2 separate regions of the Oryctolagus cuniculus genome follow, and region 1 is linked to region 2. Evidence: chromatin contacts called from public Hi-C data. All regions are on one chromosome and are shown on one strand. Each heading gives the region's core, a stretch centred on a gene start, on an enhancer-like site or on the middle of the called end of the contact. The rest is flanking DNA. Distances are from core to core; before and after follow the strand shown.

Region 1 (7,438 bases), core at 2,436-4,935, 260 kb before region 2:
AAGCGCTGTTTACTTGGAGAAGAACAAAGTGTCTATGTAAAAATGAGAGGAAGTATAAGCCTAATTTCCATTCCTAAGAAAAATCTATTATCCCCTTGTGTTACCAGCTTTCCCAAGGAAATGGGAACAGTCATCTTCAGCTGCGTTAGAAGACAACCTGATGTGTATGTTGCAAGCTCCTGACCAAAAGCGCAAAACAAACGAGCAAGCCAGAAAAATGCACTCCAAGGAAATAGAAAGCATTGCTGTGAGATTGGCTCCTGAGCTCAACAGGAAGGAGGGCTCCCTGAGGGAGCTTTTCCATCCCAAATCTCTAGCTCATGTTCCCACTGTGATTGCTACAGCAGCGACAGGTGCAGCTCACTCCTGGCATCTGCCGCCATCACTCAGGATGGAGACGGCACAGAGTAACCAAGTGAACCACTGGAATGTGGGCTCCAGCTGGAGTCCGGCTGGCACACCACATTTTCCCTAGTACTTAGAATCCTGTAACTATTTTAATGAATGAGCAAACAGCAGCTTTTTAGCTAACAGACCCTGTACTGACAAGTTCGAGATGGTTTCTGGTGGGCTAAGCACCAGAACCGGGGGTCACATTTTGCTTTCTTGAATCTAGATGGGGTTTGTGTCCAGGAAGAGCTAGTGGGGCAGGTGGCCGTGCGGGTGGTGTCGTGGGGTTATGTCACCCAGGTTTTGCCCGTGGTACCCTGAGGAGCATCCTAGTTGCTTCCAGCTCCAGAACGTAGAATGGTGAGACAATCCAGAAACGGGGTTGAGCAGGCAGAGAACGGGTGCTTTGCACCCTCCGGCTCCTCCCCACAGCGGCATACTAGCCGCCTCTGCCTCTGGGGTGTGTGCTCAGAGGCAGGGAGTCAGCTTGTACCATGACCACTTCCTTCTTCTGCCTGAAGCTCACCCAGGGTATTTTCCAAAGCCCCAGACAGAGGAGCCAATACAAACCGACTATCAAGTGATGGAAACTTTTCTGTTTGAGATGTGCCTGAACTCTCTCAGGATTCACTGGCACTGACACACATCGGCAAGACCCATTAAGCTGCTTATCCGCGTGGCTTCCACCCACATACTGTCCACCAGGAGAGGCAGACGTGAACATGCATCCCTAGTTCTCTGTTCCCTTTCTCCAGTGAACGATGTCTCCTACTGGTCTCAGCGAACACAGGCAGAAGTGTGACACCAGGACATCCTAACAAGTCCAAAGATGTCTCTGAATGTGTTCAAGTGGAGAGATACTCTGCGTGTATGGGGCCAGGGCCAGGGCCATGAGCCTGCGGGGGTCCCCCTGCCCTACTGGCAAGCTAGGTTCTGCCTTCTTGGGAGGGAAATGGCCTGGAGCTTCTGGAAAGCTTTCTCTGCTCCCTGCAGTCTCCCCACACCGGAGGCATCCCTTTGCCACCTGCACCTTGTCCCCGTGTCCCACAGGACCAAGTCCAAACTCCTTAGCATGGCAAACAACGTCTTCATGGGAAAGCAGGCTCTTTACCTTTTTTAAGTTTCTTTTACTTCATCCAAAAAACAGGGATGACGTAAGACCTACCTCATGGAGATGATAGAGCACAGAAGGGCTCAGTAATTGTGTGCTATCAGAAATACCTTGATCTGTTCCTTGCCATGGACTACCAGGCCGTTCCCGTCTCTCCCCGTGCCAGGCAGAACTCCAGAAACAGTTAATTGCCGTCTGCAAAGGCACTTTGCTCTCTCCCCTCTGGACTTCCATGTAACTAGCTTTTCTGCTTGAAATGCTTCCTGGTCTCCTCCCCTGAAACTCCCACATCCTGGCTAATATGTTTCTCTAGGACTCTGGTTAGAAGTCATCTCTTCTCTGCTTCAAGCTAGATTCGGTGTTTCTATCACGGGGAAGAACTGTGGTGCAGTGGCTTACGCTGCTGTTTGTGATGCCTGCATCCCATGTTGGAGTGCTGGTTCAGGACCTGGCTACTCTGCTGCCAATCCAGTGCCCTGGTAATGCGTTTGGGAAGTACTCCATGCCAGAGAGATCCGGATGGAGTTCTGGGCCCCTGGCTTTGGCCTGGGCCGGCCCCAACTGCATGACAGCATTTATCACTCTATAATTGTAAAATTGGTTATTTTGTACTTGTATCCTTTACAAGACATCAGGCCCTTAAGAGCCAGCACTGTACCTTATTCAGAATTATATCTCAAATGTCAGAAAAGTGCTTCACACACAGAAAAGTGTGGTCAACATACTTTGCCACCCTTTCTTTTTTTGTAGAATGTTAGAATTCTGTCTGGCCTGGGCATATTCCCAAGAAGTCAAGATCCCTACTCATAACGCTGGGATAACATACAAAGAACATGGACATCTATACCTTTCTACACGTAGCTCCCTACCACCACTCCATGCCCCCAGCTCAAGCTTCTAGAAAGACAAGGCTGAAAGATGCTCGGTGGACTTCACGGGCCCTGCATTCCTCCCCAAGAGACGGGGCCTGGAGAACACCTGAGACCCATGGAGTGTTTCTGGCTGCTTACCTGGTAGATGTGGTTGAGTTTGAAGTGTTTGAGAAGCAGGAGGAGCAGGGCAGAGATACTCTTGACAATGATCTCTTTGTGTCTGTTCACATCAATGCCCAGCTTCATGCTCTGTACAACAGTGATGCTGCAGTGGGGAGAGGAGGCATCGGTGGAGAGGATGATCTTAAAGGGAGGCCCACGATGACCCACGTCCTTGGGTCAGAAGCAGTACAAGCGGGAGGAACCTGAACTTCTGTGCTAGGGAAACCTGCAGAGTTCCCACCTGCAAGCCTGTCTGGAGAAAACCTCCACTGGTCTCTGTTGCTCTCTCTCTCCTCGGGGAAGCTCGTCCCTTGGCAGTGTCCACCCACATCCCTGGGCTGCCAGTCACTGGCACGGAGGTCGCCCTCCAGGCCCTCCGTCCTCAGCTAAAAAGAGCACAGCAGAGAGGCCTGCCGGGGAGTGGGAGATCTCGCTGGGGACGATCCCGTGAGCGTTCACAAGGAGGGGCGGGGACAGACAAGACAGCTAGTGCCCGGTGGAAGCACTCACGGCATCTCCTCGGGCAGGACGTCTGCCAGGATGTTGATAGAGTCTGTCTTAGCCTTGGAGGTGGGGGCTGCGGCCAGCAGAATCTTAAGCAGAGCGATCTGGGAAGCGGAAGAGGAGGCGGTGGTTCTCCCCACCTCACCAGCCCCATGGGAAGCGTTTTCAAGCCTTTCCCTATGTTCTTCCCTTGGGGATCAAATCTCCCCAGCACCCAGAAGGGCAAACAGGTGCCCAGTCCTGAGAGGCCTGCCTGTTAGGCTAGGGAGGGAGCCACAGGGAGTTGACAGGCTGCTCTGCTTCAAGACTGCTCTATCCAAAGGGGAGGTTGCACAAAAACAGGGAGGGATAAGCTCAACTCCTCCCACCACCCTGACTGGCAGCACTGCCCCCACTTTCAGCGTGAGGCTATGTAGGCCTTGGCGGCCCTGGCAGATCTCAGAGGACTCTGCACTTACCTAGGAGGAGGGCCCCCAACTCAGCCCTTACAAGGCTCACCTTGTCGTCCACCCCTCCCAAAGAAAGAGGAGGGAGAACAGCTCCTTCAGAGGGGCCCTGGGGAAAGCTCAGAATGCCTTGCCGAGGGGCGAAATCTCAGGGAAAAGCTCAAAGGGCGGACAGCCAGCTTGACACGGCTCCCGGCTGTGTGCTCCTGGCAGTGGAGAAGGGCTGCGGTGGCCCAGCTGGCTCCTTACCATGTACTGGGGGAGGCTGTACAGCATGCCCTGGTAGAGGATTTCACACGGCGTCTCTGGAACCACCTCTTCCCCCTGTGGCAGAAACACACGGTTTGCATAGGCCAGGTCGTGAGGGGTGGCGTGCAGAGAGCACGGGGGCCGAGTCAGACCTAGGTTCTCCCCCTAGAGCTGTTGATGGCTCACTGTACGACCTTGGAAAGGTCACCTTCCTCTCCAAGTCCTAATTTCTTCTTCAGTAGGATCAGCAGGCTGGTCAGCATGGCCTTTCTTGGCTCTTCTGGGTCTCACAATGTATGATTCCGGTTTTTCCACTCCCTGGCGTGAGTCCAGAATTTCTTTCAGGAGTCACAACTTCCTCCCAAGAGCTGGGTCAGAAGACTGCTTGGCTGGACAGACACACAGGCCAGAAGGACCACCCTGGACACACATGGGCTCAAGTAGGCCACAGGTATGCCTGGGATACTGGAACAGACGCTGCACACAGAGGTACTTTCCACGGTGTCCACCTGGGGAGCCAAGAGCTATAGAACGCTCTGTAATCCAGGAAGAAGAGGTAGGTGGCTCAACAATGAAGGCTCATAAGGGTGACTTATAACCCAGAGGGACAGGAGGAGTATTTGCAGGGAAGCTTTTAGGTGGAAGCAAACTAGCTTCTTCTTTCCATTAGCCCCAACAACAGCACTTTCTTTTTCTGACGAGTCCCCCCATGCACAACTGTCTGTGGCCATTTTTCCCCTCAGTTTTACTTATTTATCTGAGAGGCAGAGATATAGGTACACAAAGAGACAGAGAGATAGAGCTTCCACTCACTGGTTCACTCCCAAATGCCTGTAAGAGGCAGGGCTAATACAGACTGAAGCCCGGAGCTAGGAGCCCAGAACTCAATCTGGGTCTCCTGTGTGAATGGCCGAGGACTTGAGCCAAGGCTGCTGCCTCCCAGGGTGCACAGTGGCAGGAAGCTGGAATCAGGAGCAGGGTTGGGTACTGAGCCAACTGGCATCTTATAGCTATGCCAAACGCCTGCACTGAAACACCTAGTGTTTATGCCGCCGTCTCCTGGGTTTGCTCCCACTTTGTGTTTTTCTTACTCTTCGTTTCTGGCTCCTTTTCTAACTCACCCCACTCTCAACACATTGGCTTGTCCCAGGGCTTTGTCAAGGGTTCCATGCTCTTCTCTGTCTCTGCTCCTTCCTTGAGTCACCGCAGCTGGTTCTAGGGCTATTCACATGGTCTGTAAGTCAGTGACTCTCAAATTTATTTCTAGAAACAGCCTCCTCCCTAGGACTCCAGACCTATATATTTGATTGCCTGGCAGTGTCTCTTGGATAGCTAACAGGCGTCTAAAGCTTAGTATGATGAAAACAGAACTCTTAATATTCCTCCCCATCTTGGCAAAGGGTACTTACTCTGGATTCCTCTCTCTGCCTGTCTACATCCAATTGAACTTCAAGTCCTGTCAGCTAGATCTCTAAAATATAGCCCAAGTTCACTCACTTTTCTCCATGTTCATAAATACTTCCCCAGTGCTGGTCACCATCATCTCTCACCTGGACCATTTTAAGAGCTGCCTATCTGGTCTCCCTGCTTCTACTCTTTTCTGGTCCTATCTTTACGTGGCAGCCAATGGGTTTTTGTTTTTGTTGTTCTTTTGTTTTCTAAAGATTTATTTATTTATTTTAAAAGTGGAGTTAAAGAGAAGGAGAGGTGGAGACACAGAGACAGAAGTCTTCCATCAGCTACCCCAAATGGTAGCAACAGCTGGAGCTGGGCCAGACCAAATCCAGGAGCTAGAAGCTTCATCTAGGCCTCCCAAGTGGGTGTAGGGAGCCAAGCACTTGGGCCATCCTCTGCTGATTTTTCCAGGTGCATTAGTAGGGAGCTGGATGGGAACTGGAGCAGTTGGGACTCAAACAGGCACCCATATAGGATGGTGGCACTGGAAGTGGTGGCTTAACCCCCTATGCCACAGCACCGGCCCCTGAGCCAATAGTTTTGAAAAACATAAATTGGAGTAGGAGTTTAGCCTAGTGAGTAAGACATTGCTCAAGATATCTGCATCCCACATCAGAGAACCTGAGTCGGATTCTTGGTTCTGGCTCTTGATCCAGCTTCCTGCTAACACAGATCCTGGGAGGCAGCAGTGATAACTCAGTATTTGGATTCCTGTCACCCACATGGGAGATGTGGATTAAGTTCCAGGCTCCCAGCCTCAGCCCTGGCCTGGCCCTGGCCACTATAGGCCATGGAGCTTGAACCAGCAGATGGGAGTTATATTTCTCTCTTTATCTCAAATAATTAAACTTTTTAAATAATAATAAAAGCATAAATCAGATCATGTTGCTTCCCTGCTTAAAACCCAAAAGGCTTTCCCGTGTGCCAGGAACCAATTCTGAGCTTCCCCACTTTTGCTTACAGGTCCTGTGTAAAGTCTCAGGTGACGTCTTTGACTCTGCCTCCACAACCCCACCCCTCAGCTCAGTTCTCCAGACACTCTGTCCTTGCGCTCCCCTCTGTTCCCGCTGCTCCCTGCTGTTCCCTCTGCTTGGAAGGCTCTTTCTTCCGGTGTTCCTACGTCTGGCTTCTTCTCACATTTCAGATCGTGCTGAAAAGTCACCTTCTCAGAGGTCTACCTACTTTGAGTGCCCAACCTAAGGTAGTCTACAGATGCTATCGTGTCGTCCTATTTACATTGCATTCATTGTACTTAGCATTAACTGATAGTCTTTGGGTTGCCTATTTGTTTACTGTCTTTCTTCCCTAACTTTAATATATTGTGGAAGCCAGGACCTTGTCTTGTCTGGCACTCAGGTAGAGCCAATACACTGAATGAGCACATGCACACAGCTCTGGGGCAGCACCAGACAGAGTTCCTCCTGCTGTCCTCCTGTGCAGGAGCCCAAGGCTCACCAAAGACATGGGGCATTTCTCCAGCTCCTCTTCGTTCTTGATCTGCACGTCTGCGATGGAGATATACTTGTGCTGGGGAAGATGAGAAGATCAACAAGGGCTTAGGGCCTCAGCCACATGTGCACCAGGCCTTACTTAACTTCATCACCGACAAGAAAATGTTCTGATTATGGTTTGCCACCCCAAATGGACATGAACTCTTTGAGGACAGGAGTCCTATTTACCCCCGCATGAGCACTGTTGCTGTTTATTCCCTGTTTCCATAATTACTGAACAGCAGCAAATACCTTTATAGCATTTACCTTTACACAAAGTAGAAACCAACCACAGGCCCATGTCCCTGCCCTAAGAGGATATTTATTTATTTGAGAGGCAGAAAACAGAGAAAGAAAGAGCTCCTCCATCTGTTGCGTCACTCCTCAAGTGCCTGAACTAGCCAGAGGGTAGAAGCTGGGAGCTGGGACCCCAATCTAGGTCTCCCATGTGGGTGGCAGGGGCCCAACTATTTGAGCCATCACTGGTGCCTGCTGGTGTCTGCATTAGCCGGAAGCTGGAGTCAGGTGCGGAGGTGGGTCTCGAAGGCCGAATGCCCAGCCCTGCCCTGAGGGTTCTGATGTATGTGTGGTGTGATGAACCCACACTTTGTATCCACACACACAGTGGATGCTGAGGAGTTGTCTGCGCAATCCGGGCCTTGGGGAGTTTGTGGGCCTTCGAGGGAGACAGGTGGGGGGAAAGAGAAGGATGGGAAGGCAGAAAGGGAATGAGAAGAAAGAAGTCCATCTGTCTGAATG
Region 2 (7,689 bases), core at 19-2,518:
TCTGCCACCATCCGTTTTCCCAGGGTCCACGTCTCTGTGTCAGTGTTTGTCCTGTCTGTCGGTGCTGATTTCGCTCCCAGACAGAAGACAGCCACGCCACGGGCAGCCTCGCGGACTGGTAGCCCAGGGGCGTGGTACACCTGGGGGCACTTGCTCCCCGCAGTTCCGAGGCGCCCTCCACACGGTGCAAGAAGCTGACAGCTCAGACAGAAAGCCTCACAATGACTGCCCCCACCCCGCCCCCCAAGGCAGCATTTCTTCCTAACACTTTCAGATGATAATAAAGGAGCCAAGGAAGCAATCCTGGTGGCCAACGACAGAGCAGGGAGGACAAACCTTTTCAGGGGGAAAAAAAAAGAGTAAGGAGAATCCCTCCTGCGCCTTTACATTCAAAGACGTGAGGCTTCCACGCGAGCTGGGAAGCAAGGGCACGGCTGCTCTCCGGACGCGGCCGGCCGGGGCGTGGGGGGACCACACAACTCCCAGGCTTGCCATGCGAGCTCTCCAGAGACGATCCCTGCACCCCGATGGCTGGGAGGGTCCCCACGCCCGAGTCAGGGGGTGCGAGGGGCGCCTCTCTCCCACCCCGCCTATTGCAAGTAGTAGCGGAGCGCTCCCTCCATGTTACTCGGAGCCAAGTGCGGCCGAGCCGCCCGGAGGCCGGGCGGCCGCACCCCCGACACTCGGGGCTGCAGGGGCAGGCGCTCTGCTCCCGCGATCGGAAGGGAGGGCGTGGAGGGGCCGCCGCGGCGCCGGACGACCCGCGGCTCCCGCTCCTCCCTCCCTCTCCTCGAGAGGCAGCCCGGCCCCAATACCTTCTTGACCGTGCGCGGCGCCTCGGTGACGGTGCCGTCGGGGCTGACCAGGGCCTCGCCGCCGTCGCGGTGCCGCTGGTGCTGGTGATGCGGGTCGCTCCGCTTCATGGCCGACGCCTGAGGCACCTTCCCGGCGGCAGGGCTGAGAGCCGCGGCGGCGGCGGCGGCGGCGGCGGGCCCCGAGCCCGGGCCGGGGGCCGGGGGCCGCTCCGCGGCAGGAGCTGGAGCCTCGGGGTCTCCGCCGCCCGCTGGGGGGACCATGGCGCCCACGGCCGCGGCGCTCAGTCCTAGCTGCGGCTCCGCCTCGGACGGACTCAGGTCCTTCAGCTCCACCTCAGGCACCTTGGCTGCTGCCGCCGCCGCCGCTGACACAACCTGCACCGACATCACCGCCTCCGCTGCAACCGCCGGCTCTGACTCCAGCTCCAGCTCCGGCTCGGCCCCGCCTCCCACCTCCCTTCCCCTTCCCTCCCCCATTCCCCCACTCCTCCCCTCCATCGCCTCCGCTCCCACCCCCTTCCTCCGCCCGCCTGCCCGCCCGCCCGCCAGCCCCGGCTTCTCCAGCCCCGCCCCTCCCCGCCCCGCCCCCGTCCGGTCCGGCTGGCGCGCGAGGCGCCTCGGAACCTGTAGTGCGCTTGCTCGGGACGGCGCCCGGCGAGGACACTGAGGGACCTCAGCCCCCGACCTGCACCGCGCGCTGCGGGGGCGTGGCTTCGCGGCCCCCTGGGAGTTGTAGTCCCTTCCGGCCTTTGCTCCAGGACGCCTGGGAGAGGGAACTCCTGGGCCTAGGGCGGGCGGCTAGGGGAGGGGAGTGGGGATAGGAGACTCTCCAGTGGGGATGAAGACGAGAAAGTCTGCAGAGGAGTTGTGGCTTCCGGGCCAGGAACGCCAGAAGCCTCAGGGAAAGTGGGGGAGGAAGGGCGCGCTACCCGGCCGGCGTGACTGTCCTCCGAGTGCGCGCGCGTCTGCGGCCACGTGAGCCGGTGTTTCAAGGCAGAGCGGCGGCGTCACGGGAGGAGGGCTCTGCCCGGGTGGAAGTGGCTAGGTTTTCCTTTCTTTCCCTGATGCCTTTGCAAACTTTAATGCCTTTGTTTTCAGAACGAATAAGACAGGACCTTGTGTGCTTTGGTGACTTCGGGCACATTTCGGGTCTCCAAGCTGACAACTTCGAAGGCTGAGGAATTCGCGGGTCTCCTTAAATGAGGCCACATCTTTTGACCTATTAATTCTGCGAGGAAATAATCAGAAATCCAAGTTCGTGAGTCGGCATAAAGGAATATTCATTAACATACGAATGGTCATTTCTCCAAATGATGAGATTTTGGGTAGCTTTTACTTTGTGTGTACCTTTCTGTAGTCTTTAAATTGGCAGTTTTTAATAACAGAGACGTATTTTAAACTGTCCAAAATATAATGGTTACAACCTCTACAAGTAAGTTTCCAAGAACTGTTAATAAGATAAATACGTGCTTATGATAAAAAATACTAATCTAAGCAGACGAAAGTGAACAGTAAATGAGATTTTATATAAATAACTCTTAAAATACATTACACTGCAATCAACTCTGATGACAGATGAAGAGACGGATTTTTTGCTTCTCTGTTACTCAGACTGAGGCACAGTTTATGCCTTAATAACCCGGACAACTCAGGCAGGCGACTTTGGAGTAACCATTTTTCCCCCTGGTAAGGAAGAGAAGTCCCCTGCCTGGCTCTCTCCTTCCCTTGAGCTACTGTGAACCTGTGAACTTCGTGGAGCTGTCCTGGTTGGAAGGGAAGCTCTCATTCCTGGTGTCAGATCTGTGCCTCCCACCAAGACATCTGAGCGCTGCGATTTCTACCAAGTCCACGAGTCTCCCAAGCACAAGAGCTCAAGGACGCTTCCTCTTCACGTTCTGGCTTTCAGAACGTCCTGCCGGTGACAGAAATCCAGCCCCGAGCTTCATCTTCCAGCTGTTGGGGCAGAGATTAGCCGCCCGTAACTGATTTCTTTCTTCCCGCTAATGCACAAGGGAGCTGTGGTATAGCCACCTGGCGTGTGCTGGAGCCCAGAAGGCAGCAGCTGCCCACCTGGAGCGCCAGCAGAAGTGATCCCTGAAGGGGTGGTTAGTCCTAGAGCGGAACGTGGTTAGAAAACATAAGGGATCAGAGCACTGCACAGAAACGGATCTTCGTGTTTTATTTATTCAGGCACCACCACTCTGGGGACCAACTGTCAAGGCATACTCTTCCCCCATTCGCACCTCCATCGCTACGCACCTGCTGCCTCTGCCATCTCTGTGGCTGAGGGCCACCAGGCACAGCTGAAGGAAAATCACCATGCTGGTCAAGCACAAGTTTATGAACGCCTTAGCGAAGTGTGCACTACAGAGCTTTCCCCTTCGCCTGGCTCATGCAGCTTCGAGAACCGTGGTAGACAGGGAGAACTTCTCTGAGGTATCTAGCCAGTCCAAGAAGGAAAATGAAGCTAGTAACATTGAGAGCTCCCCCAGGATATAGGCTAGCCAGCGCACCCATGGTGAACACCATACTCATGGTCACATGGTTTTCCTGAACCTGTTAAGTACATCACCCTTAAGTCGGAGCAAAGCCACCAGACGTATGAAGAAAATCTCCCATGTGAAGGACAGAGACAACATAGCAGAACAAGTAAATAATAAAGAAAGCAAGACACCCCCACCACCAACACCATGACATCCTCAAAGCCTTAAGATACTGTATCTTGAAGAACATGCTGTTGCAAGGAGTGAATGAACAATGAGGGGCCAGCACTGTGATGTAGCAGGTAAAGCCGCCACCTGCAGTGCCAGCATATCATATGGGTGCTGATTCTAGTCCCAGCTATTCCTCTTCCGATCCACCTCCCTGCTATGGCCTGGGAAAGCAGTAGATGACCCAAGTCCTTGGGCCCCTGCACCCACGTGGGAGACCTGGAAGAAGCTCCTGGCTCCTGGCTTCGGATTGGCCCAGCTCTGGCCCATTGCAGCCATTTGGGGAGTAAACCAGCAGGTGAAAGGTCTCTGTCTCTTCTTCTTCTCTCTCTGTAATTCTGCCTCTCAAGCAAATAAATAAATCTTTAAAAAGCTGCAGGATCAGAAAGATGAATTTTTAAAAGATTTATTTTGTTTATTTGAAGGGCAGAATTACAGAGAGAGGGAAAGAAGAAAGCTCTTCCATCCATGGTTCACTCCCCAAATGGCTGCAGTGCCGCAATGGCCGGTGCTGGGCCAGGTCGAAGCCAAGAGCCAGGAATTCCATCCTGTGTCCCACATGCATGGCAGGGGGCAAGGAGGTGAACCATCTTCTGCTGCCTTCCCAAGAGCATTAGCAAGAAGCTGGATCAGAAGTGGAGCTGCTGGGACTCAAAGCAGCATGGTGATAGGTGATGCAGGTACCTGCTGTGCCACAGAGCAGGCCCCCAATATTAAAATGTTTTTTAATATTTATTTATTTATTTATTTGATGGGCAGAGTTACACAGAGGCAGAGAGAGAGAGAGAGAGATCTTCCATCTGCTGGTTCACTCCCCAGATGGGCACAATGGCTGGAACTACGCCAATCCAAAACCAGGAGCCAGGAGCTTCTTCTGGATCTCCCATGCAGGAGCAGGGGCCCAAGGACTTAAGCCATCTTCTACTGCTTTCCCAGGCCCCAGCAGAGAGTCGGATGGGAAGTGGAGCTGCCAGGACTTGAACAGGCACCCATATGGGATGCTGGCACTGCACGCAGTGACCCCACCCGCAAGGCCACAGCGCTGGCCCCTAAAATGTTTTTGAATCAGTTCAAGAAGCTGGAAGACAAGGCCTGCAAACCCTACAGACCCTGGCATTCTGTGGAGGGACAGGACACAGAGCTACTGTTGCCAAGGGCGGTCCTCCCACTGTTCAGTGGAGACTGCCTTCTCCAAAAGTAATTGCTGTCTCATACAGAAGCTTATAAGCTTGCTACAATATACATTTTCCCTACTGCTGGCTCAACCTTAGCTTGTTCAAGCCTGCTGAATGACTCACTGTGCATTCCCCTTGGGGCTTCCAGAACTGTTACTGTTGCCTTCTCCTCTTAACCTCCACCTCTTTGTTCCCTTCCATCAGCAAAGAGTGGAAAAGCAAACTCCTTGTCCTCCCCATTGGGAAGTCACGTGATCGTGCCTAGACCCCTGTCTGGAGCCTTGGCTCCACCGCCTCCTAGCCAGTAGGTGCTGGTCGCTGGAGGGGAGGAGTCCTTGTCTCTCTGTCTTTCTCTCTCACTTTTTTCCACGTGTTTTCAGGAAAGAGAGAAAGTGTGCTTTCCACACTCCCTCCCCTGTTCCCGTGTCACTCAGGCCAGTGGAAGTGAGTAGCAGAGGAGTCATCCGAGTGACAGGGCTGGCTCCCAGGACAGGAAATGATGAGTAGGTAGTGGGAGTGAGCTCCTACAACACAGCTGTTTAAACTACCAAGGCTTGTGCAAGTTTGTGGGAAAGTGGAATTAAAAGATAAGTTTATTTTTGGTGTAAAAAGTTTTTGAAATCCATGCATAAATTTTTCCATAGTAAGCATTTCCATTGAACTTTTTTTAAAAAGATTTATTTGTACATGAATTCAAAAGGCAGAGTGACAGGAAGAAGAGAGATCTTGCATCCTCTGGTTTACTCCCTGAATCGCTGCAAGCCGGAGCCAGGAACTCCATCCAGGTCTCCTGCGTGAGTGGCAGCAACCCAGGCACTTAGGCCGTCTTCTGCTTTCCCAGGCCATAGCAGAGAGCTGGATGGGAAGTGGAGCAGCCAGGACTTGAACTGCGCTGCGATATGAAAGCAATGGCTTAACCCACTGCGCCGCAGCGCCAGGCCCTCCCCTGAACTTTTTGAAGATCCTTCTATGCATGGATTTCCAGATTTTTTGCACCAAAATAAACACCTTTTAAAGATGTTTTCCATTATTTTTTTTTTTAATTTTTTTTTTGACAGGCAGAGTGGACAGTGAGAGAGACAGACAGAGAGAAAGGTCTTCCTTTGCCGTTGGTTCACCCTCCAATGGCCGCTGCGGCCAGCGCGCTGCGGCTGGCGCACTGCACTGATCCGATGGCAGGAGCCAGGTACTTCTCCTGGTCTCCCATGGGGTGCAGGGCCCAAGCACTTGGGCCATCCTCCACTGCACTCCCGGGCCATAGCAGAGGGCTGGCCTGGAAGAGGGGCAACCGGGACAGAATCCGGCGCCCCGACCAGGACTAGAACCCGGTGTGCCGGTGCCGCTAGGTGGAGGATTAGCCTAGTGAGCCACGGCGCTGGCCTAATTTTTTTTTTTTTTTTTTTGACAGGCAGAGTGGACAGTGAGAGAGAGAGACAGAGAGAAAGGTCTTTCTTTGCCATTGGTTCACCCTCCAATGGCCGCCACGGCCGGCGCACCGCGCTGTTCCGATGGCAGGAGCCAGGTACTTCTCCTGGTCTCCCATGGGGTGCAGGGCCCAAGCACTTGGGCCATCCTCCACTGTACTCCCTGGCCACAGCAGAGAGCTGGCCTGGAAGAGGGGCAACCAGGACAGAATCCGGCGCCCCAACCAGGACTAGAACCTGGTGTGCTGGCGCCACAAGGCGGAGGATTAGCCTAGTGAGCCGCGGCGCCGGCCTTCCATTAATTTTTAAAAGAAGATTTATTAGGGCCAGCGCTGTGGCGTAGCAGGTAAAGTCGCTGCCTGCAGCGCCAGCATCCCATATGGGTGCTGGTTCTAGTCCTGGCTGCTCCTCTTCCAATCCAGCTCTCTGCTGTGGCCTGGGAAAGCAGTAGAAGATGGCCCAAGTCCTTGGGCCCCTGCACCCACGTGGGAGACCTGGAAGAAGCTCCTGGCTCCTGGCTTCAGATCAGCGTAGCTCTGGCTGTTGCAGCCATCTGGGGAGTAAACCATCGGATGGAAGACCTCTCTCTCTCTCTCTCTCTCTGCCTCTCCTTCTCTCTGTGTGTAACTCTCTCAAATAAATAACTAAATGATTTAAAAAAAAGTTGTTCATTCTGAGAGGTGGGAATAGTGATGTTAAGTTATTCTTTGTGCTTTTCTAACTCTTTTTGATTTTTTCAAATTAAAAACAGAACTCAGCAGGCAGAGGAAGGGTTGGGGCAGTAGCCAGACTGCCAAGAGCAACAGAGGCGGGCCTGGGATCCTGGTAGGCCACGCAGTGTGGCCGGTCAGGGGGCCCGCAGGAGCCAGGGCAGAGCTGGATAGACAGCTGTGTTCTCTGCACAGCCCAGCAACAGGGCTGCACTTTGAGGGCTCCAACTGGGGAGCCTTGATAGACGGGTGTCCACTGTGCTCACTCTACCTCTCCCAGAAAAACTGGGTTGTGGGCGTGTCCGCAGGCCCAGCCAGCACTCCAGCAGCCCGCTACTGTCTGCCCGCACAAGAGGTGGACTCACACTGCCCTCTAGTGGCCGGAGTCTCTGCCTGCCTCCAGAGCCACGCAGGAAAAGAGCATGTCTCAGCTTTTTAAGCTCAGACTGTGAACTTACCGCCTTCACCCCTCACCCCACCCTTTACATAAGTAATCCCACTAAAGAAAGGTCAGAGGTTGGCCGGTGCCGCGGCTCACTAGGCTAATCCTCCGCCTAGCGGCGCCGGCACACCGGGTTCTAGTCCCAGTCGGGGTGCCGGATTCTGTCCCGGTTGCCCCTCTTCCAGGCCAGTCCTCTGCTGTGGCCAGGGAGTACAGTGGAGGATGGCCCAGGTGCTTGGGCCCTGCACCCCATGGGAGACCAGGAAAAGCACCTGGCTCCTGCCATCGGATCAGCGCGGTGCGCCAGCCGCAGCGCGCTAGCCGCGGCGGCCATTGGAGGGTGAACCAACGGCAAAAGGAAGACCTTTCTCTCTGCCTCTCTCTCTCACTGTCCACTCTGCCTGTCAAAAAA

The links. A called contact is a pair of places that touch in the nucleus more often than the background predicts.
Region 1: a contact with region 2 is called in a Hi-C map of psoas muscle, with 3 times the contacts expected there. The contact joins the enhancer-like site here to the promoter of AHCYL2 in region 2. A contact is called at or near these places in 3 of 6 Hi-C or Micro-C datasets (ear pinna, psoas muscle and an unstated tissue).

What each region holds. Positions count from the first base shown.
Region 1 is chr3:165,657,243-165,664,680 of mOryCun1.1, reverse strand. STRIP2 (striatin interacting protein 2) reads right to left here. Exons shown (of 23, transcript XR_007920749.2): 13 at 6,645-6,716; 14 at 3,735-3,809; 15 at 3,046-3,143; 16 at 2,512-2,638. Among named protein-coding and RNA genes, the nearest start is that of STRIP2, 23 kb to the right of the region's middle. Within about 2 kb of position 3,685, at least 3 of the 8 cell types and tissues checked have an H3K27ac peak or open chromatin away from gene starts, as enhancers often do. A contact at or near this core is called in ear pinna, where this site is marked.
Region 2 is chr3:165,399,372-165,407,060 of mOryCun1.1, reverse strand. It overlaps AHCYL2 (adenosylhomocysteinase like 2), which reads right to left and starts at 1,268. Exons shown (of 17, transcript XM_008258210.4): 1 at 816-1,268. The coding sequence starts at 1,202.